2 separate regions of the Rattus norvegicus genome follow, and region 1 is linked to region 2. Evidence: chromatin contacts called from public Hi-C data. All regions are on one chromosome and are shown on one strand. The core of a region is the stretch at or near the end of the contact, and the rest is flanking DNA. Distances in the headings are between cores, read along the strand shown.

Region 1 (6,640 bases), core at 2,624-5,123, 190 kb after region 2:
AAGGGAATAACAATCGAAATGTAAATAAGAAATACTCAAGTTAATAAAGATGAAGAGAGAGAGAGAGAGAGAGAGAGAGAGAGAGAGAGAGAGAGGCTTATTTATTTTGTTTATGTGTATGCACCATGCTCGTGTCTGGTACCTGCAGAGACCAGAAGAGGGCATGAGAACCCCTGGGTATAGGGAGTGCCAGAAAAAAAAAAAATGGCAGAAGAACCTCTTCTACCCCTGGGGACTAGTCCCAGAGGATACAGTGGTGACAGCCATGAGACAAGGCTTGTTGAAGAAAACAATTCCAGGGTCCAGGACGGGGAGCGGGTGTCTGGTATGGTGAGGAGGGCCCAGTTTCAGCCGCATCCAACTGGGAGTTCAGGGGATCCAGCTTGTCTTTCCCAGAACTGCTTCCTGTTCCTACTTCCTTATGCTGGGAAGTGAGTGCAACAAGAGGGAACTGTTTCCGGTTTACCAGTCTATCCCAGTGCCCAATAATTGCCTAGAGGCAATTCAGTTTGCCTCTAGGGGAAATAATTCCCCTAAGACTCTCAATCTAATACCCGGAAGCCACCCCAGACATCTCCTTCCCAGCCAGAGGCTAGCCCTTCATCTGCGTGGCCCCTCATACAGACACCAGCTATGGGTGAGTAAGTGGGCAGCAAATTCCGGCATCTGAAACAATACCGAGCACACAGTAGGTGCTCAGCTGGTGCAAATGAATGCTGCTTCTTGATACCCTCTCAAGACCTTCAGGAAAGTTCTATCCTTTGACCTCCCTCCTTGGCTCTAGCAGACTCAAATGCCACTGCCTCCCTAAGCCAAGCTGGTTTGCCCTCCAACCCCTAAAGCTGATATTTGTAGCTAAACCCCTTGGGCTTGCACATGAGCCTGGAGGAAGGCTGTGCGGAGGACCTACGCACGTTTTGCGGACTTGGGGACCTCTGGGGGCTTCTCTGACCCTTAGCTCTGGTCAATATATCATACACAGTAGGAAAGTAAGCTAAGCGTTTGCTGCAAAAACTGAGGTGAGAGGGACGAGGTGATCCACTGAACCCACACACACCTGCTGTGTCCACTTCCAGATCTCCAGCCTGAACATCTTAGTAACATCCTAGGCAAAGCCGGCAATACGGACATCATCACATGTATTCTGGCTTCTCCAGCCCCAAGCCTACCTCTTGGCAGATGAACTCCCCGAGCTTTGATGGTGGCCTCTCGTTCTCTCCCGCTGCGGGACATCCATCTGTTTTGGGCCAGTAAGGGTGATCACAACCGCCAGCCACAGACAGGCCAGGGGCGTGCACTCCATTTCCCGGGCACCCAAACAGAGCGAGTGTCCACCCCCACCGGCGCGCGGTGTTTACAAAGTCCTCGCTGCATCGCAGATCACGAGCTGGAAGCTGGGCAGGAAGTGGGGACGAGGGGGCGGGTGAGACAAAGGCGCTGGGTGCTGGGCTCTGCTTGGGTCTGGTCTCTGACACCCAGAGAAGCAGTCCGAGGAAGAGTCATTCAGCTCTGAACTCTACTCCACCACCGGGGTCTATAAACCTTGTGTGTGGGGGCTGGAGGGAGCGGGGGTTTGCGGCTCCGTCAGGCTGAGGGGTACATACTGCAGAGGAATGCCTTCCGGGCATCTGCAATTCCTGGCAAACGCTGCCCAGGAAGTAAACAGTAGTTCTTAACTCTTACTACAGAGCCAGGTACCGTGACACCTGTTATCTCACCCATTATTTCACCACGTCCCCAGTTATCACGTGGGGGAAACTGAGGTTAGGTAATGTGACCTGAGTCTGAGGGCTAACACGCATTAGGATTCAAACCCAGTGACTGCATCTGGCCAGGTATACCCACCCCCCTACCCTTGTCCCCCAGATAAGGAGAAGTAATCTCTGTCCAAGAATTCCCAGACCAGAGAGACTGATGGGTAACATGGACACAAAGTTCTGGGAGTGAGAGGGACAAGGGACAAGTTTTCATGCTCACTTAGCAAACACACAGTCGGCTGAGGGCTAGAGGCAACAGTGCAGGGGAATCACCCAAGGAGCCTGGTAGGGAGACAAAAACCTGTGCGCAGGTATAGGCTGTTTTCAAGAGTACTTGGCTAGGACGCAAAACACCCCTGGGTTCCCCCAGCACTACTTACGTTGAATATGATGGTGAATTATTGTAGCCCCGGCTCTCTGGAGAAGGAATGGGTAGGATAATCAGGGTAGAATGTCTGTCTCGGTCATTGTTCTCTTCCCTAAAGACACCACGACTAAGGCGACTCTTATAAAAGGAAGCATTTAATTGGGGTCTCACTCACAGTTTCAGGTTTACTCCACTGCCATCGTGGTGGGGAGCGTGGCAGCGTAAATGGCACTGGAGCCGTAGCTGAGAACCCTATGCTATATCCTGATGTGCAGGTTGAGAGAGGCACGGGGGATGGGGGGAGGGGGGAGACAGACAGAGAGAGAGAGACACACACACAGACACAGAGAGAGAGAGAGAGGGGCAGAGAGACAGACAGAGACAGAGAGAGAAAGAGGCAGAGAGACAGACAGACAGAGAGACACACACAGAGAGAGACAGAGACAGAGAGACAAAGAGAGAGACAGAGACAGAGAGACAGAGAGAGAGAAAGAGGCAGAGAGACAGACAAAGAAAGAGGCAGAGAGACAGACAGACAGACAAAGAGACACAGAGAGAGAGTGGAGAGAGAAAGAGAGAGAGAGAGAGAGAGAGAGAGAGAGAGAGAGAGAGTGAGTGTGTGTGCCTGGGCCAGGTACAGGTTTTTGAAACCTCTAAGCCCACCTCCAGTGACACCTCTCCTCCAACAAGGTGCCCAAGTACCTTGGTGACTGGTGACTAAGTATTCAAATATTTGAGCCTAGGAGGTGGGATTCATATTCAAACCATCTCGATGTTCAAGGTCATCCTCAGGTACAGAGTAAGGTTGAGACCAGAGTAAGGTGAAACCCAGGCTCACACTAAATAAAACAACCATACAGAGGCCCTCTCTTGAGCGAGTGAGATCATTGGAACTGGGCTGGCCCAGTTCGGCAAAACTAAAAACCGGTAAGTTAGGAAATCCCGGCTTATGTAGACGACCTCTTGAGTCTTTTCAAAAGCACCTTTAAGGGCTGGAGAGATGTGCTGCAGTTAAGAGCACTTGTTCTTTTCCTGAGATCCAATTCCCATCATCTACCTGGTAGCTCACGACAGACTGTAACTCTAATTTTAGGGCATGCTAAGCCCCCTTCTGGCCTTCTCTGGCACCAGACACACAAGTAGTTCACAGACATACAAGCATGCAAAATGGTCATACTAATAAATGAATTTATTCGTGTGTGTGTGTGTGTGTGTGTGTGTGTGTGTGTGTATACATGTGAGTGTCCCCAAAGCCCAGAAGTGGGATTTGATGTCACAGGCATGTTGTGAGTCAACAAGAGTGCTGATGTTTTCCTAACCACTGGGCCACCTCTCTGCCCCAAAGTTATTCTCTGAGAACTTACTTAATATCAATGGCTTTGGTTTTGTTTTTATTCTATTCTTTTAGGAAAGGTCTCTTTATGTAGTCCTAAACTAGCCTGGAACTCCAGATCCTTTGGCCTCAGCCTCAAAGTGCGAGGATTATAGCTAGCCGACTCTGGCCAAAATACGTTTCTTTTAACTCAGTGCAACCCACAAAGCGTCTTCCAGATCAACTGCTACAGCCGCTGGAGTGCCGACGAAAGCTTGGTTCACACAGAGTCACATGAGCTTGGGATACCCCGACCTCACTCCATAGTGCAAGACTCACACATGTTCACAGAGCTTTTCTACAAGGCGGGGCCTCAGGCCCCGCCCTTCGCTACCTCCCCACCCCACAACTACAAGTCCCGTCGTGCCCTGCGCTCACGCACATTACGCGAGAGCAAGATGGCTGACACGGCCACCGGGCCTGGTGGCTCCGGAACGGTAAGGTTGGAGAGGCGCGGCATGAAGCCAAAAGAGCTTCTAGACTTTTCCCACGGTTTTGGCCACAGTCTCTTATGGAGAAACCCAGGCCCGCTCTGAGATCCAGGGCTGGAGAATATCTCTGGCCGTAGGCGTTCCCCGCTGCTTGGCACTTGGCAGCGGCCTCCTAGATTGCTGCACCTGAGACTTGATTGGCTCGTTCCTTGTTGAGGGGAACCCGGAACACCTTCTGATTGGTCGGAAGAGGCGCTCACTGGGCAGCCAAAGTTGGATGTCCCTTCGCAAAATATTTATTTGCTTTGCCTTTCTTTGCGGTTATTCCTAGCCCTCCTCCGCATCTGGTGGTGTTACTATTTTCATTTTCTTTGTTATTGAAATGGTATGATGGGACAAGAAGACAGTAAATTCATTCGTCCAATACCATCATTCATGTATATATTCTTTCTCTTTTTCCCTCCCTTCCTCCCTCTCTACCTCCTCTCGTGTCTGCCTCTGCCTCCCACGTGCTGGGAATAAAGGCGTGCCCACCACCAACCAGCTAGTGTATGAATATTCTGATAATTTGCTCCAGAAAGAAGTGAATGGGACTGGAGAGATGGCTTAGTGGTTAAGTCAGACTTGCTCTTTCAAAGGACCTGAGTTTGGTGGAGTGGCTCACAACCACCTGTAATTCCTTCACGTGATCCGGGCCTCCGGGATGCGGTACCTGCACTCACAGGAACACACACACACCCACACCCCACACATATCTATTACAAGTAAAAAAAATTTTTTGAGCAAGTAACGTTTATCCTATTGGAAGTCTCTGGATTTGGGTACTCAGTTATTACTCATTTGGTAAGATTTCTAAGTCTTAAGTATTAAACGCTGATCGATGTTTACCAAAAGAGAACTTTTACTGTCCAGGCAAAAGTTAGTACACACTTGTAATTTGTGGGCTTGGCAGGAAGAAATAAGAGGATTGTAGTTTCAGTCTAGGCTATGTATCTAGTGTTAGGCCACACTGAGTGAACTGCAGAGTAACCCTTGGGGGAGGGGAGAAAAACACTGGACATTTTGTTTGTTGTTGTTCTTACTGATGTGAATTCTGTGGTTTCATTCTCTTTTTCTTTTTAAAGATTTATTTACTTATTACATATAAGTACACTGTAGCTGTCTTCAGACACACCAGAAGAGGGAATTGGATCCCATTACAGATGGTTGTGAACCACCATGTGGTTGCTGGGATCTGAACTCAGGACCTCTGGAAGAGCAGTCAGTGTTCTTAACCACTGAGCCATCTCTCCAGCCCCTGTGGTTTCATTCTTGTCTACTAGTTCAAAGTCTCCTCTCTCTGGGCTTCTGATTTCCAGAGACCAGGAAATAAACAGTCCACTAACCCGGCTGATAACTACCATCTGGCCCGGAGGAGGACCCTGCAAGTGGTTGTGAGCTCTTTGCTGACAGAGGCGGGATTTGAGAGCGCGGAGAAAGCATCTGTGGAGACGTTGACAGAGATGCTGCAGAGCTGTGAGTACCGAGAACCACTAGGCCTGCTGTCTCCTTTACAGACCCCAGCTCCATAAACTCCATCGCACATACTGTCCCACCTTCTTTAGGAAAACTGTTAGAGACCAGCTTCAGGCAGAAGAAAGGAAAATGTCCATTATAGGATTAAACTGTTTTGATGTTTGTCCATGCCCAGAGCCCTGTACCCCTGCACAGAAGTGGGTTCTGTCTTCTCCACAGCCCCAAGAACTTCCATCTACTCTCTGATTCTGATTTTGTTTTGTTATTTTTTTATACCCCCAACTTTTTTTTTTTTTTTTGGTTTTTCAAGACAGGGTTCTCTGTACACCCCTGGCTGTCCTGGAACTCACTCTGTAGACCAGGCTGGCTTTGAACTCATAGATCCACCTGCCTCTGCCTCCCGAGTGCTGGGATCAAAGGCGTGTGCCACCACCACTCAGCCTGAGCTCTCTTCAGACTCACCAGAAGAAGGTTTCAGATCTCATTACAGATGGTCTGAGCCACCATGTGGTTGCTGGGAATTGAACTCAGGACCTCTGGAAGAGCAGTCAGTGCTCTCCCAGCTGAGCCATCTCTCCAGCCCAACATATCTCTTTAAATATCACTCTTTATTTCCTTGTTTGTGTGTGTGGTAGGGACTGCATGTACGTGATAGCACAAATATGGAGGTCAAAGGATAACATGTGGGAATCAGTTTACTCCTTCCACCACATGAGCCCCAGAGACGAAACTCAGGTGGGTCAGTGACAGCAAACACCTTTACCATGAGCCGTTTCACAGGCTCTGCTTTTGATTTGTGTCTATTTTTCCCTCTGTTCTTCAGATGAATGGAATCGGAAGATACTTGTCCTTCTGTGACTGGCTTTTTTCATTTACATAGTGTTTCAAAGCTTATCCATGTTATAGATTTCATTCCATTTGAAGAATTTCATTCCTTTTGAAGGCTGGGCACATACTCCACTGTGTAGCTGGGTATGGTGGGCACACTGAAATCCTAGCCGTTGGGAGGTAGGTGGAGGCAGGAATATCAGGAGTTCAAGTCCAGTGTCTGCTGCATGTAGAGTTTGAGGCTATATGAGAACTTTTCTCAAAACTAACAAACAAAACCACCCCATTGTGTGTGTATATCCCAGTTGGTTTATCCATGTGTCAGAGGATAGATTCTTTCCCACCTTTTGATTGTTGTGGATTTTGTAAA
Region 2 (6,334 bases), core at 2,601-5,100:
AGCCGTCTGTCTCCTGCTTTCTCCCCCTTTGAGCCAAGCTCTAGTCATGCAGCCCTGAAGCTTCAGTCCTACTTCCGCCTCCCAGTGGGCAGGATTATAGGAATGTACAGCCACTTTGTAGACCATTTCTCTTGTCAGGAGGAACTGGGGCTCTGACTTGAATACAGTGCCTCTCCTAGGTCTGGCTTGAGTTGTCAGACCAGATGAGAGGGACTTTGACCCCAGGGAATAACTGAATGGAGGTGGTGTTTGGGGGTTCCCTCCAGGCAGACCTCTGATCAGGAGTGGACCTACTGTTCCGGCTTAGTGAAGAACTGGAAGGCTTTCTCTCCAGGGGCAGAGCTTGGGAGTTGCTGCGGACTGGAAGAGAGGTGATAAGGGAAGAGAAAGCCTAGCCCCACCTCGTTTTCTCCTGTGTCCTTCCTCAGGCTCCTACGTCCTCGAGCTTGGGCCCACCTTGCCCGGATATCAGCCAAGCTTCAAACTGGCCTGGCTTTCGGACCCTCCTGCAGCAGCTTCCACCACAGGACAGTGATGTGGGTCTTCCCCCTCATCCCTCTCCTTCTTCCCCCTCTCCCCACATGGTTAATACGTGGAAAGGCTCTTGGTCTAGAATTCAGGGGGTATGACTAGAAGGCCCAGCTCCGACACTAGCTTGAGTCTCCACACGTAATAACAGGTAGAGTGATGTCCCCTCTGTGTACCCCAGTGCTTACTCAGCTCAAGAGCAAATGGGAAAATGGACATGAACGGCATTTGAAATCAAGAATGGAATGCACAAATGTAGAAATATGATCCTTTAGCATTTATTGAGGCCCCACCATGTACAGCCTAAAGGCTTACACTTCACTAGGGGAGTCAAGGCAGTTATGAAGCAGAGAGAACACAGATCTGAAAAGCGGGGGTGAGATCTAGCTTCATGGGAATGGGAGCCAAGCTATCTGGTGACAGTACCAGGTGCTAAGGGACCGAGTGGTGGCCATTTCCATGAGCAGCACAGTGAACCAAAGGCACTTAAGTGCGTTCTCTTCCCTTTTCCGAGCACAAATGCCGTTCTCTCCTCCCAAGACTCTACCCCTCTGTGGCCCAGGAGCTAGGCCTTATAGAACTTTCCAGTCCTAGTGACATGCTACCCTGAGGCCTGGGTGCATGAGGATCTGTTTTGGCAGGAACGCTACTGTTTGGCCCTAGGGGAGGAGGAACTGGCCCAACTTCGACTTTTCTGTGCCCAGCGGAAGCAGAAATCTCTGGGACAGGGGGTGGCCCGTCTACTGCCTCCTAAGCTTGAAGGCCACACTTGTGAGAAGGTAGGGAGTCTGCCTCCCTTTTCCATTCCAGAGCCTTCCCCTTCCTCTACCCTTTGCTCTCTGGCTTCTGCAGAAGGGCCTTGGGGGACTTTAGTGGAGAAATGGTTTTAGGAGCAATGATTTGGTAAATGGTAGAGAAAACTGGAAGCCAGGTTTTGGGGGGGATCGGTGGCCTTTCTGGTGGATAGGGGCCTGGGATACAATATGAGGTCAGACTGGGAGGTCAGACTGGGAGGTCAGGCTGAATGGAAAGGCCGTGAGAGGAGCTAAGAAGCTTCAGATTCTGACCATCTCGGTGCCGCCCCACCCCTCGCCTGGCAGTGCAAGAAGCTGCTGAACCCAGGGGAGTATGGAGTGTTCGCCGCCAGGGCCGGAGAGCGGTGCTGCTGGCACAGACCTTGTTTTGCCTGCCAGGCCTGTGGCCAGGCCCTGACAAACCTCATCTACTTCTACCACGATGGGCACCTGTACTGTGGCCGTCATCACGCAGAGCTGCTGCGACCTCGATGTCCGGCTTGTGACCAGGTAGAGCACTGAGAGGGGGCACTAGGGGAGTTCTTCCTTGGGGCCAGGAACAAAGGGACACAGAGCAGCTTCCTAGGCTGCAGGCTCACCAGAACTAGGAACCAGCCAGGGCCACACCATTCCTCTCTGTTCTCTTGAGCTATGTGGGACCTGTTGCCTTTATTTATGTCTGCCCTCCCCCATTGTGAGCAGAGGTCCTTAAATTAGTTTGGACTCAGAACGTTTCTGGAGTCTTGAACAGATGTTTATCTCGTCACTATGCCAGATGATCAGTGCTGTACTTGCCCAATGCTAGCAGGATCTTAACATCAACATGAAAGGCCGTATTGAACCATGGGATAGGAGTCAGGGAAGCTCTGGGGTCCAACTTCTGGCTGTGCCACCTGCTACGTGGAAGATCCGGCCTAAAGTGAATCACCCTCCCTGAATCCAAAAGTCACAAAGTACTTCAAATCAGAATGCCTGTGGGCATGGCGTTTATGGGTATAAGGCGTGGTTATTGCAAGGATGAGAGAATGGGTGAGTGAGTGAGTGAATGAATGAATGAATGAATGAATGAATGAACGAACCGGTTTCCTCTTCCTCACCCAGCTGATCTTCTCCCAGCGCTGCACCGAGGCCGAGGGACGACACTGGCACGAGAACCACTTCTGCTGCCAAGACTGCGCAGAGCCCCTGGATGGGGGACGTTATGCCCTGCCGGGGGGTAGCCCGTGCTGCCCCAGCTGCTTTGCGAGACGCTACAGAAGTGGGGGCTCTAGCTCAATAGGGGCAGCGGAAGGACAGGCGTCCCTTGGTAATGGAGGGGATGGTGCAGATCTTAATGGGAGGGAGCAGCGGCTTGGGCTGAGCATGGAAGGGGGTAATCTCCCAGGCCAGAACCCCTCGCCCCATACCCACGCTGTCCTACAACAACCACTGCTCCAGCAACACCTCGTCCACCCACCGCAACCCCCAGACGCGAGCATTGGGGCCCGCAGTTCTCACCGCGCGTCCCTGGCCTGCGAGCTCCAAGGGCCTCTTGAACCCACCCGGCGGGGCTGCGGCGCCGGACTCGCTCCCAAGCGGGGGAGGCGGTCGCCCACTGGTGGACGGAGGCGGGGGCCCCTGGGGTAGACTGGCGGCAGCGGTGGCGCGCACGGCACAGCCTGGGGCGGGGCGGGAGGCCGCACGCAACCCTGGCCCGCCTCTTGCACAGAGATTTGGGGGCTCTGAGATGGGCATTTCTGATGGGTTTGGAACAGGAGAAGGACCTGATCCAAGTGTCGGCTGGAACCGTGCCTCCTCGGATGACAAGATCACCTCCCGAGCTGCGCTTCCCTCTGCAGTGGCAATCCCGAGTGAGGCGTCCAAACAGCGGGATAGAAACAGCCCACAGACACCCAAAGAGGGCAGCCCCTGCCCCACCTGCTCCTCTTCCTCTGAGTCGGAACCCGAAGGCTATTTCTTCGGCCAGCGCCTTCCAGATCTCTGGAAGACCCCTGAAAACCTCCAAGCAGATGACAGAGGCATCTCCAGGAAGCATTGCGCTATTTGTTAGTGGCGCGGTCTGGAAATCGGGGTAGTGAGATTGTGGGATGGGGAGTGGGGGATCTGTGAAGCGAGATAACAAGGCTGTGCTGTGTAAAAACCTGAGACTGAAGGCAGTCAGGCACGCGGGACAATCCCATTGGTACTGCACGCTCTTCTGACCTGAAGGACACTTTCTTGGGAGCACATCACTGCCATGAGCCTCCAGGGTGAGCTATCCCCTATCCCCAAAGACTGGGCTAGCCACACTGTCAGCACCTTGCTTAAACTAATGGAGTTGTAGCGCAGCACGGAAAACAGACCCCAGGCACTGGGAGGTGGGGCCGCGAGCTGGGGCTCCACCTCCGACCAAGCTTTCCAGCTCGATGGACTCCTGGAGGCGGTCCGGGCGGGCCTTCTCGCTCACTTATTACTCTGATCGGCGGAAGTGCGGGGTCGGAAGTTGCGCGATCGGCCTGCGCCGACTCGGTGCGACGCGCTGCCGGTACGGACGTGCTCGGTGCTGTTATGGCTTCCAGCGGTGTGACGGTGAGCGCCGCCGGCTCGGCCGGTGAGAACTCCGAGGTTCCAGACAACGTGGGAGACTGGCTTCGCGGCGTCTACCGCTTCGCCACCGATCGGAACGACTTCCGGAGGTAATCGAACCTGACCCCTCTCTGGTCCTCATAAACTTAAACTTGTATTTCCCTACTTAGTGAGTCTGGCATGCATCCCCAGGGGTTTTATCTCATTGAGAAGAGTGGTTTCGTGGTGGCAAAAGCCATCTATCACGTGGCTTTCAAGGTATGTCGCCCTGGGTTGCAACAATAGTTCAGCTGCCAGGCCTGAGGACATGAGTTCAATCCATGGGGCTGGTAGGTTGGAAAAGACCAACTAACTCCTCCGGGTTTGTACTGACCTGCACATATGCATTGTGTCACGTGCACGCGCGCGCACATACACAAATTTTTTTTTTTTTTTTTTTGGAGCTGGGGACCGAACCCAGGGCCTTGCGCTTCCTAGGTAAGCGCTCTACCACTGAGCTAAATCCCCAGCCCCTAAAGTAATATTTTTAAGAAGTCACTCTGACCTAAAAAGCAGGGAAGGGGTTTCGGCGCATAAACAGATTTTAGCCCCAGCAGAGTGCTAAGTTGGCCTTTGCTTGTGTTAGAAGTAGATGTGAACTTAAAATTCTCATGTGCATATTAGGGGAACAAGCCACTGTATCGAGTGTCTGAACCTCACTCTCACGTGGTGCTGAGAGAAAACTTCCCGTGGTATGTCATTAGCTGCGTTAGACTCGAGGACAATATGTAGGGTTAATGAAATGTATTCTTTACTCAGGAACTTGATCCTCAATTTGGGACTCTTTGCTGCTGGAGTTTGGCTGGCCAGGAACTTGAGTGACATTGATTTGATGGCACCTCAGCCAGGGGTGTAGGCAGGTAAGCACGAAACTTTTCCTCTGCCTATTTCAGGAGTTCTAAAAGATGGAGACAGCAGTATGCTCTGTCAGCTATTCACAGGAAGGAGGGGAGATTCTCGGGGTAAAACTTTGCCCAAGGGTTTCTAGGTGAAAGCAGTTCTGTTCCTAACGCTGTTATCTGCTTGCAGAGAATGGACCTCCTGTGTATTCACACTTCCCAAAGACAGCCTACTGTCTGTGACCACCACAAGACACTACCCGAGTGGCAGCTAAAGTTGACTCCCTCTCCTTGCCTGACCCTCCCTCCCACCAGGCCCCAGCTTCAGCTGAAATGTTGCTTCTGCAGTTTTGTGTGCAGTTCCCAACTTTCTGCACAGGGCGATCTTTGTCCCTGTCCTGAAGAGTAGAAATGGTTCTTAGAAAAGATTTCAAATAAAGTCTGCACATCAAGACAGGTGTTTTATTCTTTTAATAAGAAATTTCTTACAAAAACAAGGTGTAAAAAGTCAGTTTACAAAAATCAAATAAACATGACTTGTATTTCACACTCAAGAGGCAGGAGTGAGCCCCAAACAGGAGCTGCAGTGGAGATGAGATGGGACTGGAACCCCCACTCCTCAGGGATGCAGACACACCACAAAGCTGATGCTTGACAGTTCCTATTGTTGAGTCCTGGAGGACGAAGTTGGTGGTGGTTGGCGTTTTAATTTGCCAGTGGGTTTTCCAGGTACCGGGGAGACATTGTTGGAAGAGTGAGATTTGGTGGCAGAAGAGGACAGTGATGTGTGGGTGGAGGCAAATGTGTCACAAAGAAAGGTGCTTCCTACCCCGAGACTCATGCTGGTGCTGCCGTCTGGTGTCCTTCCAAGCGTGTAAGAAGCAGCACGGACATCCTGTGTGGGAAACCAGGCGGGGAGAGACAGGCTCTCCACAGCTTCACTTAGTCAATTTACTGGGTGTTTTAAAATTTCTTCTTCTGCTCCAGCCCGTTTGAATTGGTTGTGGGTTACAGAGCGTGAGTGAGGAGGGGCTGGTGGATCTGGGCCACAGCTACATGACTATTACAGATGTTACCTATGGCGGCTCACTAAGGGAAACGGCAAAGCAGCTTTCTTGGATCTGCTGGCTTGTGTCTCATTCTGTCGTCCTCTGGGGCCTAGCTCATTGCAGAAAAGGCTTCAATTCTGAATTTGACCTCCACAGAGCCACAAAATAATTGGGGTGGGGGTGGGGGCAATTAAAGAGTTTTTTTGTGTTTTTGTCTTTTTGAGACAGGGTCTGTAGCCCAGGCTGGCCTCAAACATAACTACATGGTTGAGGGTGGCTGTGAACTGCTTATCCTGCCGCTTGCATGGACCAACACTTAGAACGACAGGTACAGGTTAGGATTAAAGGCTGCACTATGCCTGGCTTTATGTGGTGATGGTCTCCAACTCTGGGCTCTGCTGAGCTACATGCCTAGCCATGTGTTCGATGGGCATTACCGTGTTCTCGTGAATGTTTATCAGATAGAGCCCATGTGGTGGACAGCTAGGAGGAACACCCTGAATGAACTCAGGCCTAGCAT

Evidence for each region. A called contact is a pair of places that touch in the nucleus more often than the background predicts.
Region 1: a contact with region 2 is called in a Hi-C map of liver, with 2.8 times the contacts expected there. The contact joins the promoter of Taf8 here to the promoter of Tomm6 in region 2. A contact is called at or near these places in 11 of 12 Hi-C or Micro-C datasets (the A7r5 cell line, the Rat2 cell line, Schwann cells and 6 more) and 1 of 1 datasets of contacts at active chromatin or transcription factors (oligodendrocytes).

The regions. Positions count from the first base shown.
Region 1 is chr9:20,985,726-20,992,365 of GRCr8, forward strand. Taf8 (TATA-box binding protein associated factor 8) reads left to right here and starts at 3,874. Exons shown (of 9, transcript NM_001108197.1): 1 at 3,874-3,933; 2 at 5,286-5,442. The coding sequence starts at 3,895. It also overlaps a transcript of Ccnd3 not described here.
Region 2 is chr9:20,797,956-20,804,289 of GRCr8, forward strand. Tomm6 (translocase of outer mitochondrial membrane 6) reads left to right here and starts at 3,851. Exons shown (of 3, transcript NM_001399365.1): 1 at 3,851-3,997; 2 at 4,686-4,786; 3 at 4,956-5,219. The coding sequence starts at 3,870. The coding sequence ends at 4,782. Prickle4 (prickle planar cell polarity protein 4) reads left to right here. Exons shown (of 7, transcript NM_001427023.1): 3 at 429-536; 4 at 1,170-1,307; 5 at 1,629-1,832; 6 at 2,424-2,628; 7 at 3,077-3,542. The coding sequence ends at 3,372. It also overlaps a transcript of Frs3 not described here and a transcript of Usp49 not described here.